Regions from separate parts of the Mus musculus genome. Here regions 2 and 3 are each linked to region 1. A link is a contact called in public HiChIP or PLAC-seq and promoter capture Hi-C data. All regions are on one chromosome and are shown on one strand. The core of a region is the stretch at or near the end of the contact, and the rest is flanking DNA. Distances in the headings are between cores, read along the strand shown.

What was found. Promoter capture Hi-C pulls out the DNA fragments that hold promoters and counts their contacts. HiChIP or PLAC-seq counts read pairs in DNA pulled down with a chosen protein or histone mark.
Region 2: a promoter capture Hi-C map of embryonic stem cells shows a contact between it and region 1, with 4 times the contacts expected there. The contact joins the enhancer-like site here to the promoter of Muc13 in region 1. A contact is called at or near these places in 17 of 39 promoter capture datasets (the 3T3-L1 cell line, 3T3-L1-derived adipocytes, the C10 cell line and 9 more), 1 of 15 datasets of contacts at CTCF or cohesin (large pre-B cells) and 4 of 9 other capture datasets (adipose tissue, liver, macrophages and 1 more).
Region 3: an H3K27ac HiChIP or PLAC-seq map of T-cell acute lymphoblastic leukemia shows a contact between it and region 1, with 4 times the contacts expected there. The contact joins the enhancer-like site here to the promoter of Muc13 in region 1. A contact is called at or near these places in 13 of 39 promoter capture datasets (the 3T3-L1 cell line, the C10 cell line, the HPC-7 cell line and 8 more), 2 of 115 datasets of contacts at active chromatin or transcription factors (T-cell acute lymphoblastic leukemia and large pre-B cells) and 3 of 9 other capture datasets (adipose tissue, macrophages and pancreatic islet).

Annotation. Positions count from the first base shown.
Region 1 is chr16:33,791,343-33,796,125 of GRCm38.p6, reverse strand. It overlaps Muc13 (mucin 13, epithelial transmembrane), which reads right to left and starts at 1,637. Exons shown (of 12, transcript NM_001382834.1): 1 at 1,551-1,637. The coding sequence starts at 1,599. It overlaps Gm15658 (a long non-coding RNA gene), which reads left to right. Exons shown (of 3, transcript XR_003951910.1): 1 at 1-381; 2 at 1,480-1,874.
Region 2 is chr16:33,504,718-33,509,519 of GRCm38.p6, reverse strand. No RefSeq gene overlaps it. Among named protein-coding and RNA genes, the nearest start is that of Slc12a8, 11 kb to the left of the region's middle. Within about 2 kb of position 1,274, at least 5 of the 459 cell types and tissues checked have an H3K27ac peak or open chromatin away from gene starts, as enhancers often do. A contact at or near this core is called in embryonic stem cells, where this site is marked.
Region 3 is chr16:33,280,041-33,284,676 of GRCm38.p6, reverse strand. It overlaps Snx4 (sorting nexin 4), which reads right to left. Exons shown (of 14, transcript NM_080557.2): 7 at 3,972-4,044; 8 at 206-267. Among named protein-coding and RNA genes, the nearest start is that of Snx4, 31 kb to the right of the region's middle. Within about 2 kb of position 1,311, at least 14 of the 459 cell types and tissues checked have an H3K27ac peak or open chromatin away from gene starts, as enhancers often do. A contact at or near this core is called in T-cell acute lymphoblastic leukemia, where this site is marked.

The sequences.
Region 1 (4,783 bases), core at 388-2,887:
CCTAAGCTTCCTGCTGTGGGCTGTCTCCTCTGTTATTACGGAAGGAGAAACCACAGCTAGTAACCGACTACACTGTATTTGGATCCCTGCCTACCAAGCTCTGAAGTGTGGAGCCTGCTCCTGTACCCTGCTGGGGGAATTCTCTGGCCCAAGTCTCCTTTCTACACCTCTAAGGTACCTTGAGATCCATGACTACGAATTCTCTAACCTCTAGCCATTTCCCCAAGCCTTCCCAGCAAAGGATTCCCTTCTCAGTACCCTTATGTCTTACAGAAGGCATTTCTTCTTCATGGTGACTCCAGAAAATCACGTAGATCTTATCAGTTCTAATTGGGACCTGAAGACTTGGCCACAGCACCCAGGCTTGGCAGAGGAGATCTGGTGAGGCCTACCCTCCTCTTAGGACAGCTCTTCTCCCCCAATCTTAAAAGCAGATCAAAAAAAAAATATTGGTCCAGGGAATAAAGAAAGAAGTTTGCTTATGGATAGTATTAAATATCCATTAATGATATTTTTAGGGTATGAAAGGATATGAATATAAAAGTTGAACACATTTTTAATGTTATTTGATTCTCAAAATACTCAATATTATTAATGTGTTTGATGTATAAAATGCATTTAAATAATAAAAAAATTAAGAAGAAAAAAAAGAAAGAAAGAAAAGAAGCCTGCTGCCAAGGCTGGCCGGCTGTGTTCAATCTCACTCAGGGGGTGGGAGGAGAGAAACCACTTTCTGGGAGTTGTCCGATGTCCTCCACATGTATGGTAATTAAATGTAGTAAGAGGTTTCAAAAGCTCCTATCTTGCCATGTATGTTGGCTCATACCTATAACCCAGCACTCCAAGGCAGTTGGATCAGAAGTTCATCTACTGTATGGAGAGTTCAGTTTAACCTTGGTAGCACGAGATTCCATCCCCCAAACAAAGCAAGTCAAGTGGTCCTTTACATTGAACTCAATTTCTCTTCCCCCTTCCACTGCCTCCAATGCCTTATTCCTTTCTTGCATTTGACGTCTAGATCTGGATTTCTCTCAGAATGGGGTGGGGTGGGGGACAAATTCCTTACCTACTCAAACCCAGATAAACTCTCCCTAGTCCAGAAGAAGAACACCTGTAGGGGCTCTAACCCCCACTGGGATTGCTCTTTTTGGCCAGAGATCCCCAGTTTCAAGTGTTGGTGAAAACAGACATATCCCCGACCCCTCCAGGTCTGACTCTCTGATGATCACAGGAACAGATCTAGATCCAGCTTGCTAACCTCATCCTTGCACGACTGAGTCATCTTTATCCAACTTCAGACAAACCTCTGCCCTGCTGTGTCCCAATGTCAGCCATAGACTTCTTTTGCCTCTGCTGTCTTGGGGGTCACAGATGAAAATGTCAGCATCTCCGAGCTGAGCTAGTCAAGAAATGGCCCCAAGTCAAGACTAGCAGCCACTTTAAAAAGTTGTAGGATCAAGCCTGCTGTTTCTGTTTCAGAGACTACGATACCAATTCAACTTATCAAGTTACAGAAGCAACCACAAAATAACAAAAAAGGAGTTTCTTACCCACGGTCACCAAAAGGAGACTGAGAGAGAGAAGCAGGAAGCCTTTCATGGTAGCTGCTCTTGCTTGATAATCCAAGGAGGAAATGTGTCCTCTCCTTCGCTGCCTGGAGTTTTAACTGTCTTTCAAGTCCGAAGTCCACTCATTAACTGATAGAGGCAAAGGCAATTCGTGGTCAGGATCTGGTCTCTGGTCGTACAGCATGGGCTGCTTCCAACCTCAGAGTCAGGTCACTTGAGCCCAGCTTCAGGTTGATATCCTTGACTCAAAGTCCAGGACAACTGTAGAAGTCTGAGTTCTCTTTAGAAATCCTTGCAAGGTCAAAGGTGAGTGTATTCAGCTAATCTCTCTATATCTTGGGAATGGTAGACCTATCGCCTCCCCAGAGCCTACTACTGTCTCTCTAAACACTCAGTAATCTAGCCGAGAACGATGATTGCCTTACCTCTGACCCCTTCTTATTTTGTGTGTGCACACCACAGTGCTCATGTAGCTGCCAGAGGATGGTGGGAAGGGTTGATTCTTGACCCTTCACCATGTGGGATCATGGGATGGAATTCAGGTCATCAGGCTTAGTGGCAGATGCCTTTAACTCTGAGTCATCTTCTGGGCCCTCCCCTCCCCAACTCCCCACCATTTGACTGCAAAGAATTCTATTTTCTCTACCTGCTGTTCCAAGAATACCTGAAAAGTCCTTTCATGTTTTCTCCAACTATTTATGACTTGACTTGTGTCATCTTTTGCTGTGGACTCCCACACTGGGCTTTTCCTAATGGTCACTTCTAGAAACTTCTAGAGCTAACGTTTCCAAGCTTCCCTCCATCTCACATATCACTTTAACTGGACATAGACCCCAGTTGTCATGCTCCTATTAGAAGCAGGCTTGAAGGTTATTGACGGTAGGCTCCCTTTCCCATAACCACCTTGGCCCACCGTCTGTCGTGGGTCCAATTTTAACAGAGGCCAATTTGAAATTCCACAAGCAAAGAGAAAACTTGGGAAGCAGAAGAGACAGACAGATCTCTGTGAGTTCAAGGCCAGCCTACTCTACAGAGAGAGTTCCAGGCCGGCCAGGGTTGCCTAGTTAAGACTGTCTTTAAAAAACAAAACAAAACAATAAAATCAAACAAACAGCAACAGAACAATCACCATGTGAATGGCATCATAGTCACTTTTTAAAAGCATTCCTTCCTCTCTATTAAAAAAAAGGGAAGGGAAGAAGGGAGGTGGGGGTGACAGCTTTGTTGAGGCCCACAAAGAGAAGGAAGGCTGCTTCCTCCTGGCAAAGCAGGCCCATTGTTACTGGTCGATCATTCTGCGCTCAGCTCTGCCTTCTGTCCACGGCCCTGGGTAGAGACAGGGCTTTCTAGAGAAGAAACAAGGCATACCAGCGCCCCTTCTCCTAAGACTTTCTCCAGAGGGGCTTGTCAGTCACCGAAGCAGGACACTGATCTCAGAAGAGCTGTCTGTCTGAAAACTTAGGGGAATAGAGTGAAGTCCTCCTCAATGGGAGTTGGCACAAAGGGTCCTTTAGTCATTATCCCCTGTCACCTGGGGGTTCAATGTGTGCTCACGCATCACTGCCTCAACCCTTTGTTCTCCCACCCTAGAGCTCCCACCATCTCAGGAGCCAGCTCTGTCACCTGATAAGGCTTGCTTAATCCAGTCCTTTCCTGAGATCCAGCCCCACCCAGAGGAAGATACACCAACCATCCCCACGTCCTTTAACCTGACCCTTAACTCTGTTCTCAATCTAAAAATCATATTAATGCTCAGAAGCTCCTATTGTCCCCAGGGTCTCCACTCAAGACTACGATAGGGGGCTGAAGACACGGCTTAGAGGTTAAAAGTACTTCCTGGTTTTGCAGATGACAGGTGTTCTGCTTTCAACGCGCCGGCCAGGTGGCTCCCAACTGATCCTGTAACTCAGGTTCCAGGGGAATCCACACCTCTGGCAGGCATGTACACACAGTCTTAAAGATAATAAAAATTAATATTAAAAAATAAGAGGACTATGATAAAGAGGCTGGGAGAGGGGTGTGAGTGTAGTCAGCACCCGGTCAAGACCCCGGCATCCATGTTAAAAGATGGACACAGTGGTGTGGGTTTAACCCCAGTGTGGGTGATCCTGGAGCTTACCAGGGCTACTAAGGACTGGCCGGCTTGGCCACAAAGGTGGGCCACCCCAGAACCCCTAACCCTCTCTGCCAGCACTGTCTAGGACTTCTGGAGCCACACTGGCTTGGGCACAGAGGCACACCATTAGGTAGTAGTTTCTCAATCTAGTTTTAGTTTACATCTCCTGATGACAAAGGATGTTGAAAATTATTTCATGTGCTTATTTTAGGCGTTTGTGTCTCCCTCTCTAAGTTATCTGTTCAAATCATTTGTGTATTTTATTTATTTGCGTGCACACACACACACACACACACACACACTTGAGATAGGATCTCATCTTACCCAGGCTGTCCTGGAATTAATTGTCTGTGTTGACTGAGGATGGCCTTGACCTTCTGACCTTCCAACCTCTATCTCCCAGGTGCCAGGAGCACAGACAGGTATCATTCTGCCACCGCGTCTGGTTCATCAGTGTCTAGCACTGAACCCAGGGTCTCATGTGTGCTAGCCAAGTGCTCCACCAACTCAGCTTCATCCCAGTCCAAGTTCTTTCTTCTTTTTAAAAAAGATTTATTTATTTATTTAATGTATGTGAGTACACTGTAGCTGTACTGATGGTTGTGAATCATCATGTGGTTGCTGGGAATTCAGGACCTCTGCTCTCTCCAGTCAGTCCCACTCGCTGCGGTCTAAAGATTTATTTATTATTATATCTAAGTACACTGTAGCTGTCTTCAGATGCACCAGAAGAAGGCTTTGGATCTCATTATGGATGGTTGTGAGCCACCAAGTGGTTGCTGGGATTTGAACTCTGAACCTTCGGAAGAGCAGTCAGTGCTCTTAACCACTGAGCCATCTCTTCAGCCCCCAAGTTTTTTCTATTATAGATTAAATTGTTGTCTTCTTGTTTTGGAGTCCCAAGAGCCCATTACCCCCCACCCCTCATCTATCTATCTCTTCATCCATCTCTGTGTATGTGTGTGTGTGTGTGTGTGCATGTATTATGTATGTATTAGATAGTGTCTCACTATGTAGCAAGCATAAGTATCGAATCCTCAACATGCATGTAAAAATCTGGGCATGGCCTCACATGTCCGTAACCCCAGCCTTGGAGGGC
Region 2 (4,802 bases), core at 25-2,524, 290 kb after region 1:
CTTCAGCCAGTAACCAGGAAAACATGTAGCTTGCCCTCTGTCCCAGAGGAACAATAAAACAACCACATTACTCAAAATCACACACATTTTAGCCTACTTAGGCCTTTCTAATTCGTCATGTCAGGATATTACCCCATAATTCCTGTGGAGCACATGTTAGACAGAATATGAGTCTCCTGCAGACTTTATTATACCATCTTTAAAACAATTGATTCACACTTCTATTTTCCTCTCCTTTCCTTTCCCCCTCTCCTCTTTCCTTTCCTTTTCCCCTCTTCTCTTTCCTTTCCTTTTCCCCTCTCCTCTTCCCTTTCCTTTTCCCCTCTCCTCTTCCCTTTCCTTTTCCCCTCTCCCCTTCCCTTTCCTTTTCCCCTCTCCCCCTCCCCTCCCTTCCCCTCCCCTCCCCTCTCCCCTCCCCTCCCCTCCCCTTCCCTCTCCTCTCCTTTCCTTTCTTTTCCTTTCCATACCTGCTTCTAAGAGGCAGCTTGACAAACCAGGATTTAAACCCAAAATTCACATGGAGCCCACGTTAGACAGAATATGAGTATACTTTAAGAATTATTAGAGCAGTATATCTTTATACCATCTTTAAAGCAATTAATTCAAACTTCCACTAATATCTGCCTATAGGAAGCAGATAGCTTATAATTAATAAGCTCTCTGCCTGGAGCAGCCATCCTGTCTGCCGTGCTCTCTACCTGGAGCCACAGACATTTACTAATTAATACCTGTTCAGAGCAGGCCATTATCACTGCTGTCTCTACTTGGAGTCAGTAACTAATATTCCCTATTTATCTCAGGTTAGTTGAATTCAAATCAATAATGTTGGGTGCCATTTTGTTCCAGTAAAACTCTCCATCCCAAATATGCCCTGGCAATGAAAAAACAACACAATCAATATGAATACGTGCTGTGCACCTAGATTGGGCAGATCTACCACTACACTATCATCTTCCACATCTATGAGACCCCTTAAAACTTGCGGTTTCTCCAGGCTATGTGCTCCACTTTTCTTCTTCTTCCACCTCCTCTGTGTCCTCTCCCTCTTCCTTTTTCTCCTTCTTTCCTCTCTCACTTTCCCTTTCCCCCTCTCCTCTCCTTTCTTTTTCCCCTTTCTCTGCCCAATCACCATCTCTTCTTTATTTTACAAATTAAGGTGGGAAGCAGGTTTACAGGAAATCACCTGAGTGCTGACTCATTCCTTGACCACAGCCACTTACAAGAGAATGGAATTAACACCAAATATAATTAGCCCCAGGGCTAGCCGCAACAAGCCTTCCTCAGGGAGGGTGGTACCAGGCAGCAGACAACTGTAGGACTAAGGTAAGGGGCACAGCCAGTCCGGACTCAGCTGAGAAACTTCGGAAAGGCTTCCATCTAGAGCAAGGACTAGAGTCGACAAGTGTGGGTATGCAGAAACTGGCAGTAACCCAGATAAGTCTGGGTTGGCCTGGGCTATGGTTGTGGTAAAGGGAAGGAGGATTTCAAAGGATTAAAGTAGCATTCACAAGACTGCCCCCACTATAAGCTGACATTCTGACTGATTATAGGATACAAAGCACATTGAACCAAATCCAGCATGGAGCAAAGTTGTTTCTACCTAGGAGCCAGGGGGTTTGCTTCTTCCTTTGTCCCCTTGCATCTGGGAAAGGGCCGGGGCCAATGGACCATAGATGGAGGCCTGGCCCTCCTGCTCTCACCTCTCTCTATTCTAATGATGTTCTGCTCAGCTGGAGCATGGTTTGACCTGGCCTGACGCTCTGTCCCTTTTCACACCAAGGTTTGGGAAACAGGCCCAACATGTTTTAAGAAGAGCCTTACTTTCCCAGTAACCTCTGAATCTTTGTTTTCTCTCTGTGAAGTTCAGGCTGGCCTTGAACTCAAAATCACTAGCAGCAGCAGCATCAAGAATGCTGGGATTACAGGTATATTCCACATCTAGCTGACTCTAGCATGTCCTTTGGGGAATCCTGTTTAGAAGCTTGCATCACGAAGCTTGCATCACGTGCTGAATTCTAGCATTTTTTTCCTACCTAATCATGGCCTCATCGAAATGCCACTTTGGATGAATTCAAACAGCACCTTTAATACCTTCTCTACCATGCAAAATGTGTACTCACCACTTACACACCGGTGTTTATGGGAGGCAGCTTGAGTGAGGCTATGAACTAAACACCTCTGAGAAGCTTACAAATTAACCCATGGGTCCCTGATCTTCGCTCAGGGAGAGGTTAATAGTTGCATTTTTTTTTTTCTTTTGAACTACCATTACTTAAAAACACACAAATAACCTTAATGAGGCAGGGCATCCTATAGCTTACCTCAGCTCTTTAGCATGTTCCTGGGACATGTAGGGCGGAGCCACAAGATGAAAACAAAGGAGTAGCAAGGGTGGGGTGGGAGTTAAATGATGAATCAACTTAAAAATTAGAAAAAAGAAAAAAAATCCACTTCCAAACAGATGTGAGAAATTTCAGATGTCCACTCTTATTTACTTATTCCCCTACTTTTATAGTCTTTCTGCTTGTTTCTTCTATGTTGCTACAAGAAGCAAGTTGGGGAGGAAAGGGTTTACTCAGCTTACACTTCCACACTGCTGTTCATCACCAAAGGAAGTCAGGACTGGAACTCAAGTAGGTCAGGAAGCAGGAGCTGATGCAGAGGGCATGGAGGGGAGTTACTGGCTTGCTTTTTGGTCATGATGTTTTATAGGTAACAGGATAGTGGGATATTCCTGTGACAACTTGACTATGTTTTGGGGAGAACTGTGGAAGGAACAGTGCAGAAGATGGAGGCTTGGCTTGTGAAATTTCAGAGGGAAGATTGAAGACTCTTACCAAGGCCATTGCTGTTTTGATTGTGAAGATTCTGTGTTTCTGGTTAGCTGTGGCTGAAGAATCAGCTGTGATTAACAAGATACCAGAACTACTAAAGCAAAAACTTTGCTGGGACTATTGATGCTGGTTAGCTGGAGCTAAGAAATTAGCGGTGATTAAGAAGAGACCAGCATCACTGACGTGAAATCTTCTGGGAAGTGTTTTATGAGAGCTCAAAGAGGCTATGTCCAGAGATAGCCAAGGTTGTACCTTGTGTTGCAGCAGGACCTGGTAATGTATAAGAGTCACCTAGGTGGTACTGGTTTTGAAGGCATGAAGTGGTCATGAAGAGAAGCGGAGGCTCGGCACTGTGAGAGGCCATGGCCAATGGTGAAGGTGCAGCCTCAGTTGCAGTAGATGTCCCAGGACTGAAGGGATCATGCAAAGGATTTAAGGCTTGGCACCATGAAGAGAGCCTATGAGAAGTTATTGGTGAAGCCTAGTTATAGCGGAAGACGGCAGCGTTTTGGAGATGCCAGTACCATGAATGACCACCAAGAACAGCAGCAGCAGTGGAGTACAGGCATCTGGAGCCTAGAAGACAAGGTGTGTGCTACAAAGGGCAGAGCTGGAGAAGTGACCCAAGCCCTTGGAGGAGCTCAGAAAGTCGTGAGTGGATCCCAGACATTGGACAGATGGAGTTTGATTTTGCTTTTGATTGTGACTGTGCCCTGACATTTTCCCCTCTCCGAGGAAGGTTTTTTTAGTGGCGCCCACAGTCAAGAGACTTTTAATTGTAAAGACTTTGAATTTTAAAAGAGATTGGATATTGTAAAGGGATTGAAATTTTAAGAATTTGCAAAGACTGTGGGACTTTTATTTAGATCTTGGGGATGAATAAGAAAGGGTTGAGGCTTAATAGTGATGTGTTTGTATGTCAAGTCTCAGCACAGTCCTCAATGAGAACCACATGAGGCTGGCTCATTTAAAGCCATCACTCACCATCACTGTTCTTGCTGTTGGAAGTCTTTCCTAAAGAATGCACTTCTTAGTTACCAACTCTGTATTCCCTTCATGCTTTGAGCACCACCAACACCTGCTCTAAAACCAAGTGGGCCAGCTGAGTACATTCAGTTCTCCCGGACATGTGAGAGGCCCATAATTGCCCTCCCTCTTCACTGTTGTGATCTCTGCCTGCCATTTTTGTTCTGTGCTCCAGCAATTGTCCCAAGTCTCATTCTGTCACTGGCAGAAGCTGCTTATGTGATGGTATTACACCTCCCACAGACAAAGGGAGATTACACCGGAGGTTTGAGTTTACAGATGCTCAAAGACCTTGGAGAAAATGGGGATGCGCAGGGCACAGCTGTAGTCTGGAAGGAAACCTGCATCAGTGTGTGAGATCACAACAGTCAACATGCTAACACTTATCCATGGAGGATGTGCCCACCAGCCTTGCCTCTGTAGCTCCTGCGGGGAAAACATTTCCATCACCAGCTTCCATTGTCCTAGTAGTAAGAGGTGATCCTCGGGTTAGCTTCACCCCTGTGTGTAAATCCACAGAGCATGGACTACCCAAGCCTGACATGACAGGCCAGTACCTCCAGCAGACTTCCCCAGTCACACACTCCAGGCCTTGAATACTGATCGCTTCCGTTGGGGGTAGCTTTTGACAATGTTCTCTATTTCCTCTGTAATGGTCTTCACATACTTCTATTTTCTGGAGCTGGTGTATTTAAATTGCACCTGTCTTAGGAACCCACGCTGAAGCAGAGAATAGCCATGCTTTGCCACTTACCTACTTATTGAGGAATTCAACCTCAAGTGTGCAGCACAGTACCAACACATCCTTACACTCAGGGTTTGCCTTAACCATACCAAGTACAACACTGTGACATGTAATCTGTTGCTGATACCACAATGCTTTCAGATTAAGATGCTAGCAGCCAAGCTGGCTCAATGGCTAAATAGCCCTGGCTGCTCTTC
Region 3 (4,636 bases), core at 62-2,561, 510 kb after region 1:
AGTGATCAGAAGATATCCAGTGGGAACCTCTGGCTTCTACACACGTGCACACCTCTCAACATGTGCACACCTCCCAACATGTGCACCCGACCACACAAAGTTAGATATATATTCTAACAACTCATACACTATAAAAGCTTTAAAATACTTTTTTTAAGCCAAAAAGCTAATTGGAGCTAAATGTTTATACTCATATGATACTTACCTAAAAACTCTCCCATAATTCCCATGTACTTTATATACACCATAGAGTCGATCTGCTACTCTCTGAAATATTTAACAGAAATTAGTATTAGGTTGAAATCATATATAGATTACTTTTTTAAAAAATTCATATTCATTTTGAGATGAAGAAAATCATGCTTAGTATAATAAACCAAGAAAATAATCTCCAAGAGCCCATCAAACACAAATACACCATGTATTTACTTGGTGTTCCCAGTACTTTTTATCAGTTGCTAATTACCCCTTCTACAGTTCTGATAGCAAGAGAAGCAGGAGTCTGCCCAGCATGTTAGCACTAGCTTTAGCAACACATCCAACAGCTGTATTAAATCAGAGTCTTAAGTTCTTGTAGCTGGAGCTAAAATGCAGATAACCTTTCTGAAGGGGAAGAGGAGACAATGGAAAAGAAAATGTGACGTGCCATTAGATGGCGGACACACACAGTTTTTTCTCCTCTAAGTCTCCCAACATATTTCAGAGATTCTGAGACTTAAAACTCCTAGCTGAGCCTGGTGGCACACACCTCTAATTCCAGCATTAGAGGGGCAGAGGCAAGTGCATCTCTGTGAGTTCAAAGACAGCCTAGTTACTCTACAGACTGAGCCCTAGGCCAGCTTAGTCTCCATAGTGAGACCCTGCCTCAAAAAAAAAAAAGACTCCTGATAGAAATGGTTTCCAAAGGAGCTGTGCATGATCCTCTCCTGCCGCCCTCTCCGATTGAGCTGCAAATATTACCATATTTACAAACAATTATAAAATACTTATATGATGTCAATAACTATAATTTACATCTTTAAAATGCTAGCAGAGTAAACTTGTGTTTTTAGAATACTAGCAAGGTTATATTAAAATGTGATTCCATCTGGAGAAGAAGCAAGAGAGTGCAATAGGAAACAGAAATATGCTAAACAAGTATGAGTTCAGTTGTTTCTTGAAAAGATTTATTTATATGTATGTGTTCTGCCTATATGTATGTCTGTGCACCACATGTATATTCTGCATACACATATGTATATACTGCACAGTATAGAAGAGGAACTAGAGTTACACATGGTTATGAGCCACTGTCTGGTTGCTGGTAACCTACTGGGTCTTCCACAACAGCAACAAGTGCTCCTGCCCTGAGTCATCTCCCCAGCCCGGAGTGCAGCTGTTATGTAGAGCTGTGAGACTACATCAGAGTACTCCAAATCTTTACATTGTATCTTTAGGAGATAAGGGCATGTTCTCCCTCACTTGATGTGCCAACCAGGGTGACTCAGCAAGTGTCAGTTTTCTTCCCATCTTTTGTCCAGATATATCTGCAGGTGGCTAAGAGCATGGGCTCTTAAGGCAGGCTCACAGTCTCATTCTGGATCCCTGTATTTGTCTACTGAGCAGTACTAGAGTTTATTAACTTCATTGTGTTTCATATTATATAAAATGAGAATAAAAGGACCTTCCACAAAGGACAGTGCACAAACAATGGTCAAGAAAAAGTTTTGATTCCTTTGTGTTAGCTTACAAAATAAAAATGACCTTATAGGGCTTTAATCAGTACAAGGCATTCATCCATGTAAGAAGCGTTAGCACCCACAATGTGATGGGCAAGTACCACTCTCCTTTTTAGAAAATAAATCCTAGAAGGTTCCAGTATTTGCCTGGTGTGAACAGCAAAGACCAGTTTCAACCCTTCTTGGCTCTCAGGCCACCTGCTCTGCCTAAGGAGCTCTGCTCGACTTAAGTACTTAACTCATACCCAGCAGTCCTAAAAGAACTTTCCCCAACACAAAAGGTGACACTTCTATTTTTCCTTTCATTTCTTTCTTCCTTTTTCCCCTCTGTGTACCCTGGCTATCTTGGAACTCACTCTGTAGACTAGGCTAGCCTCAAATTCATAAAGATCCACCTGCCTCTGCCTCCCAAGCGCTGAAATTAAAGGTGTGCACCACCACCAACCTTAAACATCTGAGCCAGTGCTTCTCAGCCTTCCTGATGCTGTGACGCTTTAATACAGTTCCCCATGTGGTGGTGACCTCCAACAATAAAATTATCGTTGCTGTTACTTTATAACTGTATTTTGCTACTGTTATGAAGTGCAATGTTTTGGAGACAGAGGTTTGGCAAAGGGGTCCACTGATCTGAGCCATCTTCTACAGCTGACACTAGCTTTAGGAAAAGGCAAGTCCCAGGGGCTTTCTGTATGGTTTCAAGCCTATGTTCGTGTGGGCCTTTAGCCTTCCATCCCTATGTCTTGTCCTGCTGTTACTCTCCATGTCTCATGCCCTTCCTCCTAATTTCAGAACTGTTCCAAAAACCAAGTTAATCAGAAGATATCACATGGTCCCACTGATATTGTCAGAACTTCACAATAACTCATACTTAATGTGTGGAATTTCAAAGTCATGAAAGATCTAGAAATTTCAGCTCATCAACTTAAAATCCTTTCTAATATTCAGTTCTTGCTTCCAACTAGTAAGATAATAGTCACTCCAGTGTGACTTTCTTTACTTAGCATTTTACAGTATATTAAGGAATCTATTATGGTTTGACAGTTTCTGTTATGGCTTAGTGTGTTAGAATCTTGGTTTTCAATAAAGTGTGTGAGGCCTCATAAGAAGAAGATCACTAGGGACAATAACTCTGAAAGGACTTAATTATTATGGGACCCCAGCAAATGCACACTGAGAATGGACTGTTAAAAAACTGAGCAAGGGGGCCCTCTCCCCGGGCTCTGGCTTCCTGGGATCTTTAACATGCTCACACCATGATGTGATTTGTCATGTTGGTGGGCTCTTTTATATTCAATATATTCCATCTCAGGAGGATTTCAGTCAACATGTGATATGACCCCAGCCCTGGTGAACCTGTCTCAGGTTCTGAGAAGATCGGATGACAAGCTTCCAGGCACTCTATTTACTGAAAAATACTTTTCCCCACTTGCATTACAATGCATGTCCAAGCACAGTGCTTGCTCCTTAACCCTTTTGTCATTGCAGACTAGTACCTTATGTAAGATTATTTGGAATTAAAAAAAAAGATTTATTTATTATTATACATAAGTACACTGTAGCTGTCTTCAGATGCACCAGAAGAGAGCATCGGATTCCATTACAGATGGTTGTGAGCCACCATGTGGTTGCTGGGATTTGAATTCAGGACCTTCGGAAGAGCAGTCAGTGCTCTTAACTGCTAAGCCATCTCTCCAGCCCCTATTATGTGGAATTTATTCCATGGAGTACGCAATGGGGAAGGAGACGCAGGAAGATAGTTAAGCCTGGGCTGTACAGCAAGACCCTGTCTTATTAAAGGACACAGATATAAGATGTCCTAATAGCCACAAATTATCCCACAAAGCTTAAAAAAACAAAACCAAAAACAAACAAACCCTCAAAGACTCATGGCCAGCTAGGCTACCCAGATGGTGAGCTTTAGGTTCAATGAGAGACACTGAGGAATTTACTCTACTCTAAGGAGTCTAATACAACATCCTTCACTATTTACATTCCACTCTGAAATGACAGGCCTTTTGATAAGATGTCAGTTACACCATGACACACCAGGAAGAAAGTAATGGATTCAAACTCTTCAAACTGTTTCTAACAGAAAAGACTCCCATTTCTCTTACGAGGCAGTTTGTGAGATGAACACACTAGATTTGCATGTAAAATCACTCATCCACCATAAATACACTCAGTATTTAGAAGCATGTCGACTCAGTGACAAGCACCATCCTTGGGGATGTCACAGAGTGCCAGATCACTTACAGCTCTGACTCGAAGGAGATGCGAGATGACAGACTGCAGCTCATCACTGTAGTGCCTCAGCTCAGTAAACCTCCTGAAACAGGAAACAAAACTGCACTTAGGAAAACAAGTAGTCAACGTTTGTTCCTACACAAAATGGCAGTTCCTGAGAATAATGAAACTCGTTCTATCTAATCACATCCTGTCCCTGAACATTACAAACTAATATAAATAGAAAAATATTCTAAAATAAAATAGCATCAAATACATGCACAAACTCAAAGCCAAGAAAAGATGCAAAAAGGGACCAAGGTAGAGATAAAAATCTGTGGGTATAGAAAATGATTCTGAAAACTAACCAAAACAGGAAAAGTTTATGGTGCTGAAAAATATATACAACTTTAATAGCCATCTCTAACGTTCTTATATTCTTAATGATTCTCAGTAACCTTTATTTCCAATTCTCCACAAAGACCCCAAGCTTGTTTAAAATAGAGTGTTTTGCTCTAATGTGAATGTTGGTGCACACCTCTTGCACCCTCAGTGCCCATGGAGCTTAGAAGAGGACATTGGATGCCTTAAACTGGAGGGAGCTACGAGTGATTGTAAACCATTATGTGGGATCGAACCTGCGTCCCTCTGGAAGATCAGCAAGTGCTCTAACCTACGGAACCATCTTTCTAGCC